Regions from separate parts of the Danio rerio genome. Here region 2 is linked to region 1. A link is a contact called in public Hi-C data. All regions are on one chromosome and are shown on one strand. Each heading gives the region's core, a stretch centred on a gene start, on an enhancer-like site or on the middle of the called end of the contact. The rest is flanking DNA. Distances are from core to core; before and after follow the strand shown. Region 1 overlaps LOC110438604 (a long non-coding RNA gene). Region 2 has its middle 18 kb from the start of prr15la.

Region 1 (4,403 bases), core at 860-3,359:
AACTGCTCAGAAAAAAAAAGTTGTTAGTTTTGTAATTCTTTATCGTGTAAAAATCATACACTTAAAAGCTTTCAAATCCTGCATTCACAACCATTTTAGTCTTACTCAGTCATAGCATGCTGTATGGTTTACATGCTAATACTACGTTCAGTTTTTCAAATCAGAGATGGTTCCAAATTACGTATGTAAACTCACATTGTAAATGTGAAATGACTCTCAATACTCTCAAAAATATATTTATATAAAACATATTGTGGACACTTGACTACTTGTATCTTTGAACGTTGTATCTGAACGTTGCTCTTAGTTGTGTAAATTGCTTCCTTGTCCTCATTTGTAAGTCGCTTTGGATAAAAGCGTCTGCTAAATGACTAAATGTAAATGTAATGTAAATGTATCTCAAAATGACTCTTCACTATATGGAAGATAAAATAAGATATTTTGAAGAATGTTGGATAAATAACCAAGCAATTTTGGTTACTATTGACAATTAAAAACAATGTCAATGCAAGTCAAAGGAAAGAGAAACTATTTTCTTACCAGCATTCTTCAAAATCACTTCATTGCATGAAGAAGAACATGAAAAACCAAAAGGAACCAGATGATCATTTTTGGGTGGAATGTCAGTATGTTGGGCAGCACGTTGGTGCAGTCGGTAGCACAATCACCTTACAGCAATAAGGTTGCTGGTTTGAGCCTCGGCTGGGTCAGCTGGCATTTCTGTGTAGAGTTTGTGTGTTCTCCAGTTTCCCCCACAAGTCCAAAAACATGTGCTATAGGTAAATTAATTCATTCATTTTCTTTTTGGCTCAGTCCCATTATTAATCCAGGGTCGCCACAGCGAAATGAACCGCCAACCTATTTTAAAGCTAAATTGGCCGTAGTGTATCTGTGTGAATGAGTGTGTATGGATGTTTCCTAGTGATGGGTTGCAACTGAAAAGGCATCAGCTGTGTAAAACATATGCTGGATAAGTTGGTGGTTCATTCCGCTGTGGCAACCCCAAATTAATAAAAGGGACTAAGCCAAAAGGAAAATGAATGAATGAATGTCAGTATGTCAGTCTCAGCATGTCATCAATCAATAACCAAAAATATACATGTTTAATACTTTTCTTAAACATTAAATATTTTAGAAGGGTACTTTACCTTTTGTTCTTTTTTCTTCATTCAAACTTTTGTAAGTGGGTATTAGAGTGCAAGTCTTTTAACAAGATATTGTTATATGTTAAGTGCATACATGACAACCAAGAAATTTGGTAGACTTCAGGACTGTATGTGTGCAGGTGCATGGCATTTCTTCACGAGTGAACACAACTACTTGCTTGATACTTGATGCTCAATGTGGTTAAATGTAAATCAGATGTTGCTGAGACTTTTATTTCAGTATGTTGATGTACTTCCAACTGAAAATGCAGATTGATTAGGAGAGGGGCATCTTTATTTTCTTTTTTGCAGCAAACTAACATTAAGAGGGGCATAGTTAAGATTTTGATTTTGATATACTGCTATGAAAGCTCTCAAGTTGACATCAAATGAAAGACGGCCATTTCAAATGCAGAGGCAAAGGGTCAACAAATTTGACTGATTATTAATTGTCAGATTAATTATTTACCTTAAGAATAACAAAATAAACATTGTAAATTTTCATTTCACATAACATTAAGTTGTAGGATTATTTCTCATTTGTAAGTTCTTTGTATAAAAGCCTATGCTGCTATATGAATAATTTCCCCACACGTCAAATGTTGTTTCTCGTTAACTATTAACATCTCATTGCTTTTTCTGTAAGAAACAAGACCTTTTCACTAATCTACTGCTCACAAATCTGCCGGCTAGTCTACATTTGGCCTACGGTCGCCTGTTAACATGAATCTGAGAGTTTCAAGACAACATGAAGCTGTGCAACCTGAACACTGTTCTGTTCAGTGTCAGCCATTTCTGCCTTTGAGGGATTAGAGTGATGTCATCGGCAAGGTCTCAACCCTTTTTGCTGTCATCCCGGCTCAAGTCGCCTTTAAGTCCAATAGGCGAACCGTTTGCATGCACTATAATTCAGACTGTGACTTTGATGATAATAGCACTAATAATGGCCTGACAGTGACGGATGGGTGCAGGCAATTTGGGGGCCCGTGAAGTGACCCCCGGCCCAATCAAAGCACTTCCAGGTTAAATGTGACCCCAGGCAGCCGGCAAAAGGAGAAGCGCTGAATGGATGAAGGGGAAAAGGAAAAAGTGAGGGAGAGAAAGGGAAAAAGGTGAGGTGCTGAAGTGAGGAAACACTCCTCAGGATAATAAGTAATTGCAGCCATACTCCATTTCTTTTTCCGTTTGGATGCTTCTGCAAGACTCTAAGAGTAGAAACTCTGTCCGCTAACCACAGAGGCAGGAGCATTCTAATCCCTGGAGCTACACCCCAAATTCTGCCGCCTTGCCAAAACCTTTCGCTTTCACAACCCAAGTCTTTGGCTGCAAATGCAGTTCTCTTAATCAGTCCAAACACCTCCCCGGGCAGCAGTGGGAATGCTTGGCCAGGCCATGTGTTAGACATTAAACGCAATCAGTGACGGCGCTTTTTTGAGTGCTGGAGAGATTGAGAGGAAGGGAGATCCAGGTTGATAAATAGCAGAGCCACTCAAATGCCCGTCTGTTCACGGGGAGTCTGGGTAATCAAACCGAGGCCTGTTTGCTTTATTTATGTCGCATGTCAGAACGAGAGATTTATCGTTATTACGAGGCAGCTCTTGATTAGTGAGGAGAATGTGGGAAGCTAACCTGGAAAACCTCCACTGCCGTTTAACGTCGTCTTGTTGGGATGAGCACAAACCGAACAATAGATGCATGCTGGTAAAGATGGAGAAGTGACAGGGATTAAGCGTTCTTTGTGGCGACGGCAATTCTGGGCGCAGCATTCTCTCGTGATTACTGTAGGAAAGTGCTCTCCAACTCTGTTCAAAAACAACTAACATCTGATTGCCATTCATTCTTTAGCGGTATCATCTGCAGATGGGAACTGACACCAAAGACAACACGAGCTATGGAAATGATTAAGCAAGACCTCCACAGCAAATAGCTTGGTTATGCAGCACTATAATTTCAATTTCCTTCGCAAACAACTGTTTCAATATAGCCTGGACAAACCAAATAAACACTTCTGACGTACTTACGGTTTCTTGAGACATATAACCTTTTATCTTTGCCTGCCAGAAACAAGCAGCATGTTAGGAATTAGCACAAGGTTCTTCCCTCTAGGTCAACACCGTTCCTTGCCGTTCCTGTACTTTTCCATTAATCCTCCTCCATCTCCCTTAATCATAGCACTGGCCTGGTGACTTGAGAGGCGCCAAGTAACACGCAACCTGTCAGATCCAGCAAGGGAAAAATGAATTAAGTCCAGAGGGTAAAGTTGGGACGGAGAGAAGTGTGAGTGGGCCGAGTATTGAGCCCTGGGGCACATCGAAAGTCATAACTCAAAGCTTAGGTACCGTGGCCCGCCTGAGGAGTTACCGTCTGCCAATTGATTTAGTGTCATCTGAGGTCCTGGCCGCCTCTTACGATTATGTGCCTTATTAAGTGATTCTGTGAGCATGACAGCTTTAGGATATTAGGTGGTACTTTCTGTGGCCTTTTTCTAAGTATATGAATCGCCTGCTTTTATTAGTCTGAAGGACACTGCTTCTCAATCCTGGACCGATGGTCCATCTTTTCTATATACAGTAGTACTAACTATAACCACGCAAGTTGGAATAAAATACCTCAATCTTCCATGAAGCATGGTTGCTTTATAACATCGCCAGTTTTAACATTCTGAGGTCACAACACTCAGGACATCAGCGTTTCTAAAAAAGTGAAACGCAAATATTTTACTACCAAAACATGCCGTAAGACCAAGTGAGCGTGTTTCCTTTAGAAGGACATTTCCTCTGGATAGTGTTTATTTTCTTTCACCTTTGTTTGAGGGAAAGGTTATTCAAACATATATAAAAGAATGATTTTTGTTTGATGTGTGTATATCTGTGCCTGTGTAGATGTTTATGTGTGTGCAAAGAAGCCAAAATTGTGGGTTAAATATTGTCGTAGACATTCATTAGCCAAGTGCAACAAGTACAGGGGACTTTTGACCAAAGTTACTGCAGGATTATTTTATCAGAAATCACATACACAGAGTTCCCAGAACTCACCAGGAGAAATCTCTTCATCCTCCATGTTGGATAAAATTCCTGAAGCACAAGAGATGCTATTTACCATGACTCCAGGGCTTCATGCATTACTGGAAATAGACAAAGAGAAAACCCAAAAAAAGTTTAAGTCAGTAATGCCAGTACATTTCCAAAAAACTATTTTCCTTAAATGTTAAAGGGTTTAATGGGCAAAACATTCTTTTCATTTCTGTATTTTTTTTGA
Region 2 (4,403 bases), core at 518-3,017, 47 kb before region 1:
TACGAACACGGGGAGAACATGCAAACTCCACACAGAAATGCCAACTGACCCAGTCGAGGCTTGAACAAGCGACCTTCTTGCTGCAGCGACCAATCGTGCTACCCACTGCACCACTGTGCAGTCCAGTTTGCAGACTTATTTACAGAATGCAGATGCATTTTGATTTATTCGGACGCTCCTGTCTGAATTTTGTTCATGATACCATTTCCTCCCTGCTAGCCTGTTTCTATGGATTCTAACTGGTTAATCATGTTCATTCAGTTAAAACAACATTTAGGGTCTCTCAGTTAACCACCTATTTAGGCCTTCATTTGGTTTCTTCCTTAGTTGTCGTATACTATACTAATATAGAGTAGTTCTGTAATGACTATATTGTTCATCTGCTGCAGCAAAGATCCTCTACTCCTCTTCACTAGTTGAAAACATGACAGATTACAAGATATGAACCTAGAGTAAAGCTGCTTTTACTGCTCAAGCTAATATTTTAATTTATCTACCACGAAAAATATTTAAACTTGGGTGTCAGCATGCATGTAAAGTGATTTAATAATAGATAAACAGTAACTAATTGAATTAGAAGTTATTTATGTAGCTATGGTGATGACAAACAGCAGCATTTAAATACTGAGATTTAAAAAACACAAAGTTGACAAAAGCTAAATATCAATCAGTGAATCATATGAAAACATTATTTCTTTGACACAAAAAAAAACTTCTAGTGATTATCATTAATTACTCTTCCTTTGTTTAAGGCATTCTGGCCAATATTAGTCTGTAATACAAGCATATCATATTTTCAACATTCAATACAGTTTGAAAGAATGTTAACAAGACCAAGATGTACTAAATACTGAAACATTGCTTTGTGTTATTTAGAGATCACAGCTTTGTCAGAGTTCTGCATTCTGTCCCACTAGTCAATGCAATGCATGTAAACACTTGGTCCTGTAGTCCACCAGAATTGTTCAGATTGCAAAGTAACCAAAAATGTGTTTTAAAACGCTTGATTTTTAAAGCCAACTTTCAAAAGTTTTCAGAGCTTTTAGGCCCCTAAAATAAATTTGTTACCTAAATTAATGGTCAACACATAAAAAAAAATCATTTGGAATAAATGCCCCATTTAACCCACACATACTTCCATATGTTGGTAAGAAATTTAGCAAAACTGAATTAGCAGAACTTGAATTTCACCATTCCTTATTAAAGCTTTAGGGTCACATGGTCCTTCTTAAATCATTTAATATTTGATCATGAAACAGAAAGAGAGAGTGTTGCGTGAAAGAGAGGATTGGGTGTGGCTACAAATGTCCAATAGTATGAAAGAATAATAGAGGTGGAGATACATACATCAAGAATGTAGGCATCATAGAGAAAGAGAGAGAGAGAGAGAGAGAGAGAGAGAGAGATAGACAAAGAGAGCACAAAAAAGTGCATGTCATGTTAAATGAATATGGAAAAGGGAAAAGTGAGCGAGTATAAAAGAAATAGCGCTTTGATAGACTTTTTCACCCCACATAATCTGGGGTGTCAGATCGGAGAAATGGAGACAAGTGACGTTTTAATATTACTTATTTTTGACACTCGCACAGCATTAAAATTCAAACACCCCCACTCTATCATTGTAAATGTCCAAAACTCTTATTGAGAGTTAAGACTTGCCCATTATTCCCAGTAATTTGCAAGACACACACACACACACACACACACACACGCATTGCCAGATGTCTTTCCCTCCGCTCGTCACTGAGGAGTTTCTCTGTACAAACAGCAGGGGTCACTTAGTGACCCTTTGAGAGGTCAAAGGTTGGGTTCCCAGCCTGATGTAGCCATGGTGATGGCATCTGGAGATTTGCAACAAAGTGGGAATCTCCTCTGCTTGTCAAACTCTCGCTCCACACACACACACACACACACACATGCTTCTGCTTGGGCTCAGTTAGTTTATGATCACTGTAATCCAAAAAACGTGGATGCAATCATGAAATCCTTCATTCATTCATTTTCTTTTCGGCTTAGTCCCTTTATTAATCTGATGTTGCCACAGCGGAATGAACTGCCAACTTATCCAGCAAATGATTTACGCAGCAGATGCCCTTCCAGCTGCAACGCATCTTTGGGAAACATCTATACACACTCATTCAGACTCATACACTAAAGACAATTTACCAACCCAATTCACCTGTACCGCATGTCTTTGAACTGTGGGGGAAACCGGAGTACCTGGATGAAACCCACGCGAACACAGGGAGAACATGCAAACTCCACACAGAAACAGCAAAAGACAAAGCCGAGGCTCAAACCAGCGACCTTCTTGCAGTGAGGCGACACCACTGCAATCATGAAATCCAGTCTTAAAATGGAATTAGATAAAGACAGAATAAAAATGAATCTGACAAATTTTAGAAGAATAAAGGAGACTGTTTTAGTCCCGTGAATATCAAACCGAAAGAGAAATATGAAGTCTGCTGTATGGGATATATGGATGAAAGAAATATAGAGGTTCAGCATGTTTGTGTCAATAAATGACACAGTTTGGTTTACTATATAAAATCTGTTTTGTACATGTTCCTCTTACTATTTGAGGACAAATCCACTTGTAGGTTATTTCCAGGCTTGATCTGAGGGTCACTTTACCAGAATTTGTCTATTTTATGTGAGAAAAGCTATCTTTACAGCATATCATGTACAAAACAACAAAACAAAAACATTTTAAAGGGTTTCATACAATATTTTGGTAAATTGATTAAGAAATTGTTAAATCTTCATGGTTGATGTTGTTTCATGACTTTAGTTACACTCTTTTTGAGTCCTAAAACATTTTATCTATAAAGTCCAGAAAAAAGAATGAAATGGAATTTTTTTTAATGATAAATAAATTAAAATAAGATAAACAAATGTTTAAAAACATTTTAGAGGGTTAAAAAAAAAAAATATATATATATATATATATATTTTTTTTTTTTTTTTTAATGTAAAATTTAGAATAAATTGTTGCTAAATATATTTCATGTTTTTAGTTTTAGTTCATGCTATGGACCCTTTTCACAAGCCTGTTATGACGCGTTTAACAGTCATCAATATCTTAAATCCTTAAAATTTTTTAATATTTAGATTTTTTTAAATGCAAGAACATTTAAATGTATTAATAAATGTATTATATCATCTTTGTTTTAATTTACAAAAAAAAATAAATGGGGGGGGGGGGGGGGGTTAATTAACTTAATGAAAAAATAAAACAGATTTCATAGGGCACTAACACTTTTAAATTATAGTGGACACCAAGGCTGTTATGAATATATTTGTATAATCTTGTTGGTCTTGTACTTAATTGCATACAGCAGAGGGTTTGTTGTGCATGTATAATCAGAAACCAGGACACCAGCCGCCTACATTATCCTATAAAGCACTTGTCCTGATATACCTGGGCAGCAGCTGTCCATCATGGCTGACAGTGGAGTCCAGAACAGGCCCGCAGGGCTGCAGCGGCGGCTCTGCTGTCCCCGTCCTTGAGCTCTTCTCTCTCCATGGCTCCAGATCCTGGACAGCTGAAGAGCAGGACAGAAAGAGCTGTGTGCATCTGCTGGTGTGAAGTCAGCTCGCCTGGAGGCTGGCATTACCACAGGGGTCAGCGGGTCATCGCTTTCTGGGTGGCTTCTCTCGTTTCATTCTGCTGAAAGTCACGATGCAAAAACAGTTTGAGAGCCGTTTCTCATGAGCTTGGCTTGAGAGTTATGATAAATGGCTTCCTAAATTACTGGAGAGCTGAAGACTCTTTATTTAATTGTACTTTGGTGGTATCTAAAGGATTTTGTGGAATATATTTCATTGAAGTGAGATGTTCAAACACAAACTTCATTAAAACAATTATTTGCATGAAAATCTCAAACAAGCCCTTAGGAAACCAAATATTGAATTGTTGCATTTTTTTTTTTAAATTTTGAATGCAATTGTTTTCGCTTTAGAATCTCAAACTGTGCTAAGATTGGTCAAGATGAGTATGAACATGATGTGATTGTATCACATCAACAATGTTCTCATTTATATATCTACCAACATCTCTTTTTAACAAAAACATTCATTCATTCATTTTCCTTCAGCTTAGTCCATTTATTCATCAGGGGTCACCACAGCGGAACGAACCGCCAACTTATCCAGAACATGTTTTAAACTTTAAATTATTGTTCAATAATTTAATTTGGAAAATAAATTTTATTTTATTTTAAAAAAATTACTTCTTCACGGAAACGTGAATTGATCAGAAGTTACAGTAAAGACATTTATAATGTTAAGAAAGATTTCTTTTTCAAACAAATGCTGTCCTTTGAACCTTTCAATCCATCATAAAGAGTATCAGAGTTTCCTTAAAAATAGTTAAGCATCACAACCTTTTTCAATACTTATAA

What was found. A called contact is a pair of places that touch in the nucleus more often than the background predicts.
Region 2: a contact with region 1 is called in a Hi-C map of fibroblasts, with 6 times the contacts expected there. The contact joins two enhancer-like sites. A contact is called at or near these places in 9 of 18 Hi-C or Micro-C datasets (caudal fin, embryo, fibroblasts and 2 more) and 1 of 4 datasets of contacts at active chromatin or transcription factors (caudal fin).

What each region holds. Positions count from the first base shown.
Region 1 is chr3:22,864,552-22,868,954 of GRCz12tu, reverse strand. LOC110438604 (a long non-coding RNA gene) reads right to left here. Exons shown (of 7, transcript XR_012400964.1): 4 at 4,181-4,269; 5 at 3,167-3,358. Among named protein-coding and RNA genes, the nearest start is that of dre-mir-152, 30 kb to the right of the region's middle. Within about 2 kb of position 2,109, at least 9 of the 62 cell types and tissues checked have an H3K27ac peak or open chromatin away from gene starts, as enhancers often do.
Region 2 is chr3:22,911,470-22,915,872 of GRCz12tu, reverse strand. It overlaps a transcript of prr15la not described here. Among named protein-coding and RNA genes, the nearest start is that of prr15la, 18 kb to the left of the region's middle. Within about 2 kb of position 1,767, at least 4 of the 62 cell types and tissues checked have an H3K27ac peak or open chromatin away from gene starts, as enhancers often do.